Regions from separate parts of the Mus musculus genome. Here region 1 is linked to region 2. Evidence: chromatin contacts called from public HiChIP or PLAC-seq data. All regions are on one chromosome and are shown on one strand. The core of a region is the stretch at or near the end of the contact, and the rest is flanking DNA. Distances in the headings are between cores, read along the strand shown.

Region 1 (5,626 bases), core at 1,182-3,681, 580 kb before region 2:
GACCTGCCTCGTCTCGCCCCAGGCTCCGCGCGCGATCTCTGTCTCCCCTCCTCCCGGGCACGGGAAGGAAAGGGAAGGGAGGAGGGCGTGGCGACCGGACGCTGGGTTTTCCCCAGCCTCCGGTAGGAGGAACTGGGACCTTGGGGTTACAGCCTGTCAGCGTTCAGTTCCGTGGGGTCCTCTTACCCCCCCAAGAAGCGCAAGCTCCTCCCCACGCGCGTGGCACCCACGTGGGGGCTTCCTCATCCTTACCGATTCGGTTTTTTCATTTGAGTTTTGAAGACTGCCTCTCCCCTACTTCTAGCTGCTCCTCTAGGGCTCGACTCCAGAGGCTCAGCCACTCCCTTCCACGCCCAGGAGAGGGGCGCTCGCCACTCACTCCTGGATGGCATGGTATCCCTGCTCCGTCTGCCTGGCTGCCGCGGGGGGCCACCTTCCTAAGCCAGTCTCCCCTTTTTATGACTCCTTCCCAATGACCCAGTATTCTAGATTTCTTGAGGACTCGCTCGCTTCCTTCACTGGGCTCCGCCTGCCGGCTCGCGCGCTCTTTTACGCCCCCAAGCAAAACACTCGTGACACCTCCGGGCTCATTTTCCGCACCCTCTCTGCTCCTCTCTAGAGTCCTTCTCCCAACAACGTCGCTTTCCTTTTTCACTTGTAACCCCGTAGTGACTCCACAGATCACACTCTCTAGCGTGCGCCTGTCGCTTTCTGAGAGTAAGCCCACTAGAGATTTTATTTGGCAGTTCTAGGGTACCCATCCCCTAGGTTTTCTCTCCATCTCACGACCCGGTCTGGGGTCGGCTTTCCACATTGCATCTCCATTCCGAAATGTTGGACACCTTCCATTCTCTTGAGCTGGGTTCTACCTTTCTGGAAAGAGACCACCCAGCGAGCCCTGCATTTTTAGGCACCATTAGGGGAACTTAAAACAAAACCTGCCAAATGCTCCTCTTCTAGAGGGGACTCTCCCCACGACCTTGCTTTTCTAGGAGAGGATCACTTTGGCAGGCTGTCTATTCCTCTCAAAGACACCTGGGGTACGGGAAAGTGCCAGCCTCTTTGGGACACCCACACAGTTGTCCCGGTGCCCCCAGGGCTCCCCTTCCTCCAGCCAGTTTCCTCTGAGGGTAATTTCCTCCCGGTGACCCCTGCACTCCGGCGCCCCCTGGGGGCTCCCTCCTGGCTCCCCGGCCCCTCGGAGCTCACCGTTGTTGCGGTCCACCATTAGCACGCGGGTGACCTCTTTAGCATAGTAGTCCGCTTCGGGCTCCGGCTCTGGGTCGGCGCTCTCGCCTGCCACCCGGTCGCGGGTGCTGTTGTACAAAGCGAGCACCGCCTCGGGCAGCGGGCCGGGCGGTACCTCCCCCTGGCTTGGGGGACTGGCGAGCCTTAGTTTGGACAGGATCTGGCCACGGATGGCTTCGATGCGCTTCCGTTTCACCAGCTCCATGTCGATGGTCTTGCAGGTGGAGAGTCCCGCGGCTGGCCTCCCGGGCGTCAGCACTAGAAGCCACGGGAGTGGGAGCAGAAGCGGCAGTAGCCGCAGCCCCGAGGGCGGCATGGGGGAGGCGGCGCCCCACGGCACTTCGGAGAGCGGGAACCCTCGGCAAAGGTGGGATGCGGAGGCCCCGCCCCTGCAGGGCTTGTGGGGTGGGGTCTCCCAAGGAAAGGTAGGTGATAGTCCTGAATAATTTGAGGTTGAGGGAGAAAGCAGCAGGAGTCGCGGTGAGGCTCTGACACCAAGGTGTCTCAGTATACCACCAGGGTAAAAATCGAGATGAGCGCTCTCTGAGATCCAAAAGTGGGTGTTCTTAAATAGGGGAGCTACTGCCAGCAGGTCCGAGGGAGATCTGCCTCTCGGGGGAGAGAGGGTCCTGGGATGCGAGGGACTCAAGAGGCAGGCTGGGGGGAGGGCGGCGTGCAAGGGGTGCGCCCCAGCTTTGGGGTGAAGTCTTCGCGGGAGGCGGGGTTTGTGGCTCCCGAGGGCTGGTCCGGAATAGGGGCGTCTGAGGAACGCCGGGTAGCGATCGAGTGTCCACGACGGTGAGCAGGGCTGTCTGGAGTCCTCAGGTCCTGCCTCCTTGCGAGACAGCGCAGTGCCAAGAAGTCCCCACGTCTCTGACTTGCAGTAGCAGCGGAAAAGTCTCAAAACTTTTTTCCTCTTCTCTCAACCAGCTCGTCCCTCCTCCCACTCCTCCTCCCCCTCCTCCCTGCGGCGGCGGCTGGTCTCAGACTCTGGGGCCTCGGACGGCTCCTCGGCTGCTCCTTTGCCGGCTCCCAGCGGAGGCCGACTCCGAGTGCGGCTCAGAGCCGGGGGTGCCCCGAAGGGGCGTCCCCCCTGCCCCGGCCGGGGGCCTGGCTGTCTGGAGGATCCGCGGCGGGAGGAGGAGGGGGACGGCCTGGGGCGCGAAGGGCGGCGGCGGCGGCGGGACCGGCTGGGGCGGCGGGGGTTTTGAAGCCGCCCCGGCCCCACCCAGGAAGCGCGCGCGGGGCGGGGGCAGCCCCAGGGGGAGGGCATGGGGGGGCACTGTCTTCATCTTAGCGTGGGCGGGCTCCAAGGGGGGTCCCTTCAGCCCTGCGGGGAGGGGGCGGGCACCCCGGCCTCGCCCCACCTCCAGGGTGCTGCCTCCTGGCGGCGGAGCACTACTAAAGCCGGTGACCAACCAAAGCGCCCCGGTGGATTTGGGAGTTGTTGAAGGGTCAAAGGAAAAATTGGGACTTCGTGAGAAAACAGAGTCCTGTATTAGAAGTGGGGACCTAGGCGGTGGAGAGCGAAAGGCAGGGGCAGACTTTGCGGATGAGAGTGTCAAGGAGAGTGAAATAAGGAGACCGACGTCTGAGAGCTTTAGCGGATACAAGGAGGCACCTTACCCATGAGAAATACACGCTTTTATTAAGTGCCCCCGACAGTCCAAACAGTGGGCCCTGCTCATGTCCCTCCAACCCACAGCCCTTTCTACCCCGTAGTTCAGTGGAGCATGGGCCACAGGGGAGTTCCTGGCCTTGCAGTCCATGGCATAGGGGCCATGACTTGGGGGTGATCAGGACTGACAGTCTCCAGAGTCCACGTGCCTGCTTCACTGCTGTGCCATTATGTGCTCAGTGGATGATGGCGATTAGTAGCAATGAAGTCCCTCAACACTCCACTCCATAGCGATCGAAGTGGCGCAGCAGCAGGCCGATACCAAGGTGCACTGTGCCACCCGCGGCCGTGTGCAGGCGGTAGCGGTCAGCCCCGCTGTAGATGGTATCTGCGTGCAGCAGCTGTGGCCCACCACCCACGAAAGCCCGTGCTAGCTGCTCCCTCCAACTGCCCAGGGGCCTCCATGTAGGGCAGTCCAGCTGATGAGTGCCTGGGCTGCTAGGCACATGGCAAAAGCCATAGCCAGCAAGCTGGCAGCGGCCAAAGCTGTCCTGGGACCACACCTGGAGATGGAGTCGAGGCCAACCTGCGGGAGGAGAGGCGTTAGAGAAAAGGACAAAGGGGCAGAACCCTGCTCCCGGGTTCCCAGCATTGAAACCACTGGAGACCTCGCACAGTACTTTTACCTTGGATTATTGCCTGAATTTCCTCTCTGGGTTCTCATCTCCCACTCACTCCACATAGTAGTCACAGGAATCTAGAGCAATCCACATTACCCTCTTGCTCAAAACCCTCCCATGACTCCCCTGGGCCACAGAACAAAGTCCAACCTCTCAAGTCAAGTCTGGCCTCGTCTGACCTCCCTTTGTGGTCTCTTCACTCTCCCAGGCCCCCAGGTCAGCACCTCAGCTTAGACCCCTTCCGCCCTCCTCCTCATGGACTTGCTTTGCTCTCACGCACCTGACTCAGATTTCCTTTCTTCCCCAGTGGAGCCATCTCTCCCCTTCGTTAGGTTTCTAGTGGCCTCAATGCACAGCTGAGTGTCCCAGCCTGACAGTCCAATGCTTGGAGATGCAGCCCAGCCCCCCCCCCCCCCAACCCTAAGCCCTCCCCTGGCAGGCCCTGTTCTCCAGGCTGGGGACACAGCAATGAACACAGCAGACAAAAATTCCTGCCCCGTGAAGCTGACATCCTAGACAACCAACATAGTAAATAAGTAAATTATAGGGTATGTCATATGGTGATAACCGCTCTGGGGAAAAACAACAGCCAGAAAGGGAGGGGTGGAGATGTAGTTTGGAAAATTGGGGAGCAGCTGAAGGAAGCTTTCCTAAAGAAGGTGACATTTGGGGCTGAACACTGCAGTGTACAGCTGGAATGCCAGCACTTGGGAGGTAGAGGCAAGAGGATCCCCAGAAGTTCAAGGCTAGCCTGGGCTACACAATGAGTTCTAGGACAACCAGGGCTACATATCTGAAGGGTGACATTTTGGCACACACTTGGGCTGCTGAGGCCCCAGGCTAGGCTGGACTATGTTCTGAGACTCTATCTCAAAAAGCAAACAAGCCAACCAGGATGCAACATAAATGCTTAAAGAAGTGGGCTCTCTAGGCACCTAGGGGAATGACAGATCCAGTCAGTGCAAAAGTTCCGAAGTAGGAGCTAGCCTGGTGGGGCCAATGAGGCTAGAACGGGGAGTCGTGGGGAACAAAGGACAGAGGTGACAGCCAGATTCCATAGGCCTGTGACGCCAGAGAAGGCTCCGGCTTTTCTCTTGAGCGATAGGAGGCCTGCAGGCAGGTTCCATACAGAGGAAGAACATGCTGTATTTAGGTCCTCCCAGGGTCCAGTCCAGTATCCAACCCTGAGAGCACAGTGAAGACAGAAAGAAAGAATGGTCCCAGAAGGCTGGGCGTGGTGGCACACGCCTTTTATCCCAGCACTTGGGAGGCAGAGGCAGGCAGATTTCTGAGTTTGAGGCCAGCCTGGTCTATAGAGTGAGTTCCAGGACAGCCAGGGCTATACAGAGAAACCCTGTCTTGAAAAACAAAACAAAACAAAACAAAACAAAAAACAAAAAATGGTCCCGGAAAGAGAAGATGGACAGAGAAGGCTGGGTGGGATGGGGTGAGAAACAAAAGTGGGTTTCAGAGCCGCCAGGGTTTGTTGGTGAGCTGAGAGACTAAGAAGGAAGCAAACAGGGAGGAAGACAGCTAAGGCCAGGACTGAGGAAAACTTCCAACGTATCACCCTCACAAACTAGTACAATTGTTCAGAAGGAGAATCTGATCCATCCATTTCTTCTTGGGCTCCCCAGAGCCTTCGAGAATCAGTCTTAGTGCCTTTGCAGGCGAGGCCTTACATTCTGTCCCTGCCGCCTCATCCCCCACTGTCCTTCTCACCCACAGACAGCGAATACCCAGGACACACCTCCCCATTTCTACCTGGCTCCAGCTCTCTGACTCCACCCTCTGTCTTTGTCCTTGGGCCTAGTTAGCTTCTCTTGGCCCTTTACAGCAGAACTCTAACTGCTCTGCCCTATAAGGCCATGGGACCAATCAGAGATGACTTCTGTGTTTCCAGGGCCTCTGTGCTGGCCACATTTGGAAACAGGTCTATCTTCTACCTATAATGGAACCCTTGATGACAGGGCTTGGAGGGTCCTTCTTAGTTGGGGATGTCCCTGCTCAAGCTGGACAGACGTAGGCTCAGTCAACAGTCCTCATTCCCAGAATCTGCTGTGTTTTAACCAGAAAAGCT
Region 2 (5,232 bases), core at 382-2,881:
TCATATATACACATGTATACAGGCATGCGCATGCATGCACGAGTGTACAAAGATAAGTATGTGGGGAGGCAGGCATAAGGGAGAGGATTGAGAGAGAATTTAGTCTATAATTTAGAAATTTTTCTAAAGCCAGGGCTGGTAGCACATACTTATAACTCCAGCACTCAGGAGGCTGAGGCAGAAGGACTGCCCTGAGTTTGAGTTCATCTGGGCTACAGTGTGAGACCCTAACTCAAAAGACCAAAGCACAATTGTTTTAGCTGGAGGCATGGCCACTTGGTAAGGGTGCTTACAGGAGTTCCTGGGTTCCATCTACAGCACTGCATAAACCTCTGGTGCTGGCATATGCCTGTAATCCCAGAACTCACAAGGTAGAGGCAGGAGGCAGTGTTCAAAAGGATCAGAGGGTTCAAGACCACCCTTGGCTACACGGCCGGATGGGGTAGCCTGAAATCCACAACTAGGGTTTGTCACATGCGGGGCAGGCAGGCCGGCAATTAAACCAGGTGCCAAGTCTCCTGAGAGGCGTTCAACAGGGGAGTGGCGTGATTTGATTGACCCCTTATGGCTCCTTGTGTTGGCTGATGGGAAGAGGGGCTATAGATCTGGATGTAGAATCGAGAGCCATTGGAAGTGGGCACACAGGTGGGAGGGGAGGCTGGCTTGCACAGGAAGGGTGTGGTGTAGGAACATGGATTGCATTGGCCAAGAACTGATTTTGGCTTCTGTACCTGGTTGGTTTTCCAAATTAGAAAAGAAGCAAGTGTTTCATTGGACCTGTTGGGTCTTGAATTTACCACCACCACCACCACCAGGGTCTCACCATGAAGCCCTGGCTGACCTCTAACTCAATGAGATCCATAAGCCCCCTCCCTGAGTGCTGGGATTAAAGGTGTGTACCTCCATAGCTAGCCTGAGGAGTCTCTTAATTACTCAAGTTGGGGCCGTCACGCAGGCAGGCCGGTATCTCTGGCTAACACTCCACAGAGCCTGGGTGGGAACTGGACCTTGTTCCTGGTTAAGAGGACAGATTTGAAAGGCAGATGAGGTTCGCACCGTTAACAGCTCACGATGGGGTAGGATGCGTGAGGGGACAGTGGCGGCTTGCGCCTGTGTGTAAGTAATGCGTTCAGATTTCTAAAGCGCTCTCTGAATAATGACATCACTCCGGCCCCAGTGAAACCCGGGGAAGAATTACCCAGTTTTCTCTCATTTCCCAGATAAGAAAGCTGGCACCCAGAGGCAAGAATGATTCAATAATCGTGACTCCAAAGTCAGGCTATTTAACATACTTGTCACCACAAATATTTATCATCTCTGTATGGTAGAAACATTTAAGGTCTCTGGGGGGAGGGGGCAAGCGGGTTCTGAGGTGCAGCTTGCCTGGCATGCCTGAGGTCCTGGGTTCAATCCCTAGCACTGACAATAATAATAATTATAATAGTTGTTGTGGTGGTTTTCAGACAGAGTCTCTTGTAACCCATTCTGGGCTGGAAGTCTCTATGCAGCCCGAGCTGACCTTGAACGCCTCAACTTCCTGCCTCTGCCTCTGAGGTGCTGAGACTGCAGGCATACCCCACATACCACACCCCGCTCTTTTTAGCTGTTTGGAAATATGCAATATGTCATTAACTACAGCTACTTCCCTGCTGTGCCAGAACAACAGAACTTTTCCTTCCTATCTAACCGAAACTGTACCCACTGACAGTGTCACCCTGCTGCCCATCCCCCACGCGCAGAACGCAGTGACAGCTCCTGTTCTCTCCTTTCCCACAGTTCGACTCTTCCCCCCCCCCCCCCCACCGCTCTCCGGCCTATTCTTGAGTCAAGGGTGTATCCAGACCTGGTCACCATCTGCCAACACCCTCCAGTCATGGTGGTGGGGCTTTTCAGGGGCGGGAGGCATGGTGGGGTGAGGGCCTCCTCTCTGTGCACTGGGGTGAGGCGCAGCACCTGGGCCATTGTCGCAGCTGGCCAGCTCCGGGGCTCTGACCTCTTCCCATTCACTCACATAGCTTTCTACCCCACCCCCACCTTCACCCCCAGTGGGGACTGAGGCCCAATGAGAAAGTGATCGCTTACACTGCCATGCCTTCACCCGTGTAGCGCATTAGCTGTGTGTCTGTCTCTCTGTCCCCGTCTGTCTTTTTTTTTTAAAGATTTATTTATTTATTATATGTAAGTACACTGTAGCTGTCTTCAGACACTCCAGAAGAGGGCGTCAGATCTCATTACAGATGGTTTTGAGCCACCATGTGGTTGTTGGGAATTGAACTCAGGACCTTTGGAAGAGCAGTCAGTGCTCTTACCCACTGAGCCATCTCACCAGTCCTTTTTTGTTTGTTTGTTTGTTTTGTTTTGTTTTGCCTTTTTCAAGACAGGGTTTCTCTGTGTAGCCCTGGAACTCACTCTGTAGACCAGGCTGGCCTCGAACTCAGAAATCTGCCTGCCTCTGCCTCCCGAGTGCTGGGATTAAAGGCGTGCGCCACCATGCCCGGCTTCCCAGTCTGTCTTTAGCAAAGCATAGTCAGACTGCCCTGTAACCTGTTGGGTAGTGTATGCACTGGAAGCAAGAACTGGCTCCTTCCCAGGCTGGGTGTGGTGATGGTAATGCCCACCTATAATCCCAGCATTGAGAAGGCAGAGGCAGGAAAGATTATAACAAGTTTGAGGCCAGCCTGGGCTATATAGTGTGTTCCCAGCCAGCCTGGGCTACATAATAAACTGAATCGTAGAAAAGAGCTGGTCTCTTCCCTTCTCAGCTTCAGTAGGGTATGCTAACCCTCCCAGCTGGTTAGAGACAAAAAAATTGATTTATAAAATAGGCTGTCCAGGGTCTCTTCCAGCAGCTGTCAGCTCACTCAACTTCACCATTTGAGGCTTGAGTAGCGCGCCCCCAAGTGGCTAAAGAGAGCCAAGCGGCCTCTGGATTGTAGACCGATGGGGCCTCCTACTGGCCAAGCCCTGTGCCGGGTCTACTCCCTCCACGCTAAAATCTCTAACGATTTTTATTCCTTCACTCAGCAAATTAGGGTAGGGTTGGATATGTGCGGGCACCTTTCTTGGCGAGGATAAAGTAGACGGTTTTGTGTGTCTGTCGTAGCTGAGAGAAAGACAGGAAGCAGTTCCAGAAGAGCAGAGGAGAATGTGATGTGAAGAATGGCTTCGTGACAGGGAAGGGAGATAGGGGAGCAGGTGGCCGCCTGAGGAAGAGCACTGATGGAAACGTGAATGAAGTGGAAGGGGGTGGGTCTTAGCATAAATAGCAAAGGCCTGGGCTGAGTGACAAGCACTGGAGGTTCATTTCTGGCTTGAGTGACAAGGAGGGGCTGTGTGGCCGGACAGGGATCAGAGGGCAGGAAAGTCTCAAGGAGAGGAAAGGCCCGGCCGAGCCAGGCTGCAGCCAAGTGCTTGGATGCTATCCCACATGGGGACAAAAGACAGTGCAGGCCAGATGGTTTAAAGTTCACAGTAGGACTGGTGAGATGGCTCAGTGGTTAAGAGCACTGACTGCTCTTCCGAAGGTCCGAAGTTCAAATCCCAGCAACCACATGGTGGCTCACAACCATCCGTAATGAGATCTGACGCCCTCTTCTGGAGTGTCTGAAGACAGCTACAGTGTACTTATGTATAATAATAAATCTTTGGGCGAGCGCGTATTGCCAGGCAATGGTGGCACACTTCTTTAATCCTAGCACTTGGGAGGCAGAGACAGGGATTTCTGAGTTTGAGGTTAGCCTGGTTTGCAGAGTGAGTTCTAGGATGGTCGGGACTGCACAGAGAAACCTTGTCTTTAAAGATGGCTCAGCAGTTAAGAGCACTGGCTGCTCTTCCAGAGGTCCTGAGTTCAATTCCCAGCACCCACATAGTGGCTCATAACCATCTATTATAGAATCCGATACCCCTTTCTGGTGTGTCTGAAGACAATGACAGTGTACTTGTCTTAAATAAATAAATCTTGAAAGAAAGAGAGAGGAAGAGAGAGAGAGAGCAAACAAGCAAAAACATTTTTTTCATCATGATGCTTTTTTGCATCTTACCAAAACCTTTTGTGGAAACTAAAAAAAAAAAAAATTTAAAGTTTGCATCAAGTCACATGCATCCAAAAGGACATGAAAATGAGTGGACTGGATCTGTGGGAGTTGGGGGCGGGCAGGAGAGGGTAACAAGGCAAATATGGCTGAAATACATAGGTGCAGTATGGAAATATCAGAAGCCCAGTGTCATATATAATTAATATATACTAATAACAGTTGGGCCATGGGGTGGCTCAGCACATAAAGATGCTCCCTGCCGAGGCGCGAGGTCACATCCCAGCACTCAGGTGACAACCCACAAGCACCCGTGACTCTGCCTATGAGGAGTCTGACTCCTTCTTCAGGCCTCCATGTGTACACACTTACAGCCACACACATACATATGCATGTGCACACACCCAACCCACACCCAGACATCTGCAGCAGGAGGATGGCAGGTCATGGTCAGCCTCAGCTACACGGGGAATCTCGAGCCAGCTCGAGATTCATGTAGTCAGCTACATGAGACACTGACTCAGGAGAAAAAGAACCTCAGAAGTCTGTTGCTATCAGACCCTCTCTGGGTGCCTGGGAGTAGATGTGCTGTGACTTGGACCAGGATGGTGACAGTGGAAAGGGGAAGAAAAAGCAATGGGGGGGGGGGGGTGGATGGGCTGCACGGGAAGGGGAGAGGAAGGCAGGGATCAAAGTTGGCTCCCAAGTCCCAGTCTGTGTAGCCAGACTGGGGTATGGCTACAGTTGTTTATTTTGTTTTACTAAGACATGCCTCTGCCTGCTAGAGGCTCAGCCTAGCAGAGGAAGGATAGGCATTAGCAAGTGCACCGCCCTGTAAGGAGGGCGGTAGAGACAGGACGGGTGACCCTTTGTGGGCCCTGAAGGGTGCACCACTTGGAGAGCCTTTGGAAGAAAGACATCAGCCGGGTGGTACTTACCTGGGATGCTAGCACTTGGGAGGAGGAGGCAAGGAAGACCAATGGGCTCGAAAGGCTATCCTGCCTAAGGCAATGAGTATCAAGCCAGGCAGAGCTACTGGGAGGGGAGGGGAGGGGTAGGGAGGGAAGGAGATAGGAAGGGAAGGAGGACGGAGAGGGAGGGAGGAGAGGAAGGGAAAGAGACAGAGAATGGTAGAGAAAATGAGAGAGGCAGAGAGAGAGAGTGTGTGTGTGTAGGGAATATGAACTATAGAATTGAGTTC

Evidence for each region. HiChIP or PLAC-seq counts read pairs in DNA pulled down with a chosen protein or histone mark.
Region 1: an H3K4me3 HiChIP or PLAC-seq map of bone marrow-derived macrophages shows a contact between it and region 2, with 4 times the contacts expected there. The contact joins the promoter of Tgfb1 here to the enhancer-like site in region 2. A contact is called at or near these places in 4 of 39 promoter capture datasets (cranial neural crest, liver, maxillary cranial neural crest and 1 more) and 4 of 115 datasets of contacts at active chromatin or transcription factors (bone marrow-derived macrophages, double positive thymocytes and microglia).

Annotation. Positions count from the first base shown.
Region 1 is chr7:25,683,807-25,689,432 of GRCm38.p6, reverse strand. It overlaps Tgfb1 (transforming growth factor, beta 1), which reads right to left and starts at 2,431. Exons shown (of 7, transcript NM_011577.2): 1 at 1,210-2,431. The coding sequence starts at 1,564. It overlaps B9d2 (B9 protein domain 2), which reads right to left. Exons shown (of 4, transcript NM_001362154.1): 4 at 2,871-3,452. The coding sequence ends at 3,139.
Region 2 is chr7:25,103,675-25,108,906 of GRCm38.p6, reverse strand. The region is part of intron 5 of Pou2f2 (POU domain, class 2, transcription factor 2); the gene reads left to right. Among named protein-coding and RNA genes, the nearest start is that of Mir6537, 9.1 kb to the right of the region's middle. Within about 2 kb of position 1,631, at least 43 of the 459 cell types and tissues checked have an H3K27ac peak or open chromatin away from gene starts, as enhancers often do. A contact at or near this core is called in bone marrow-derived macrophages, where this site is marked.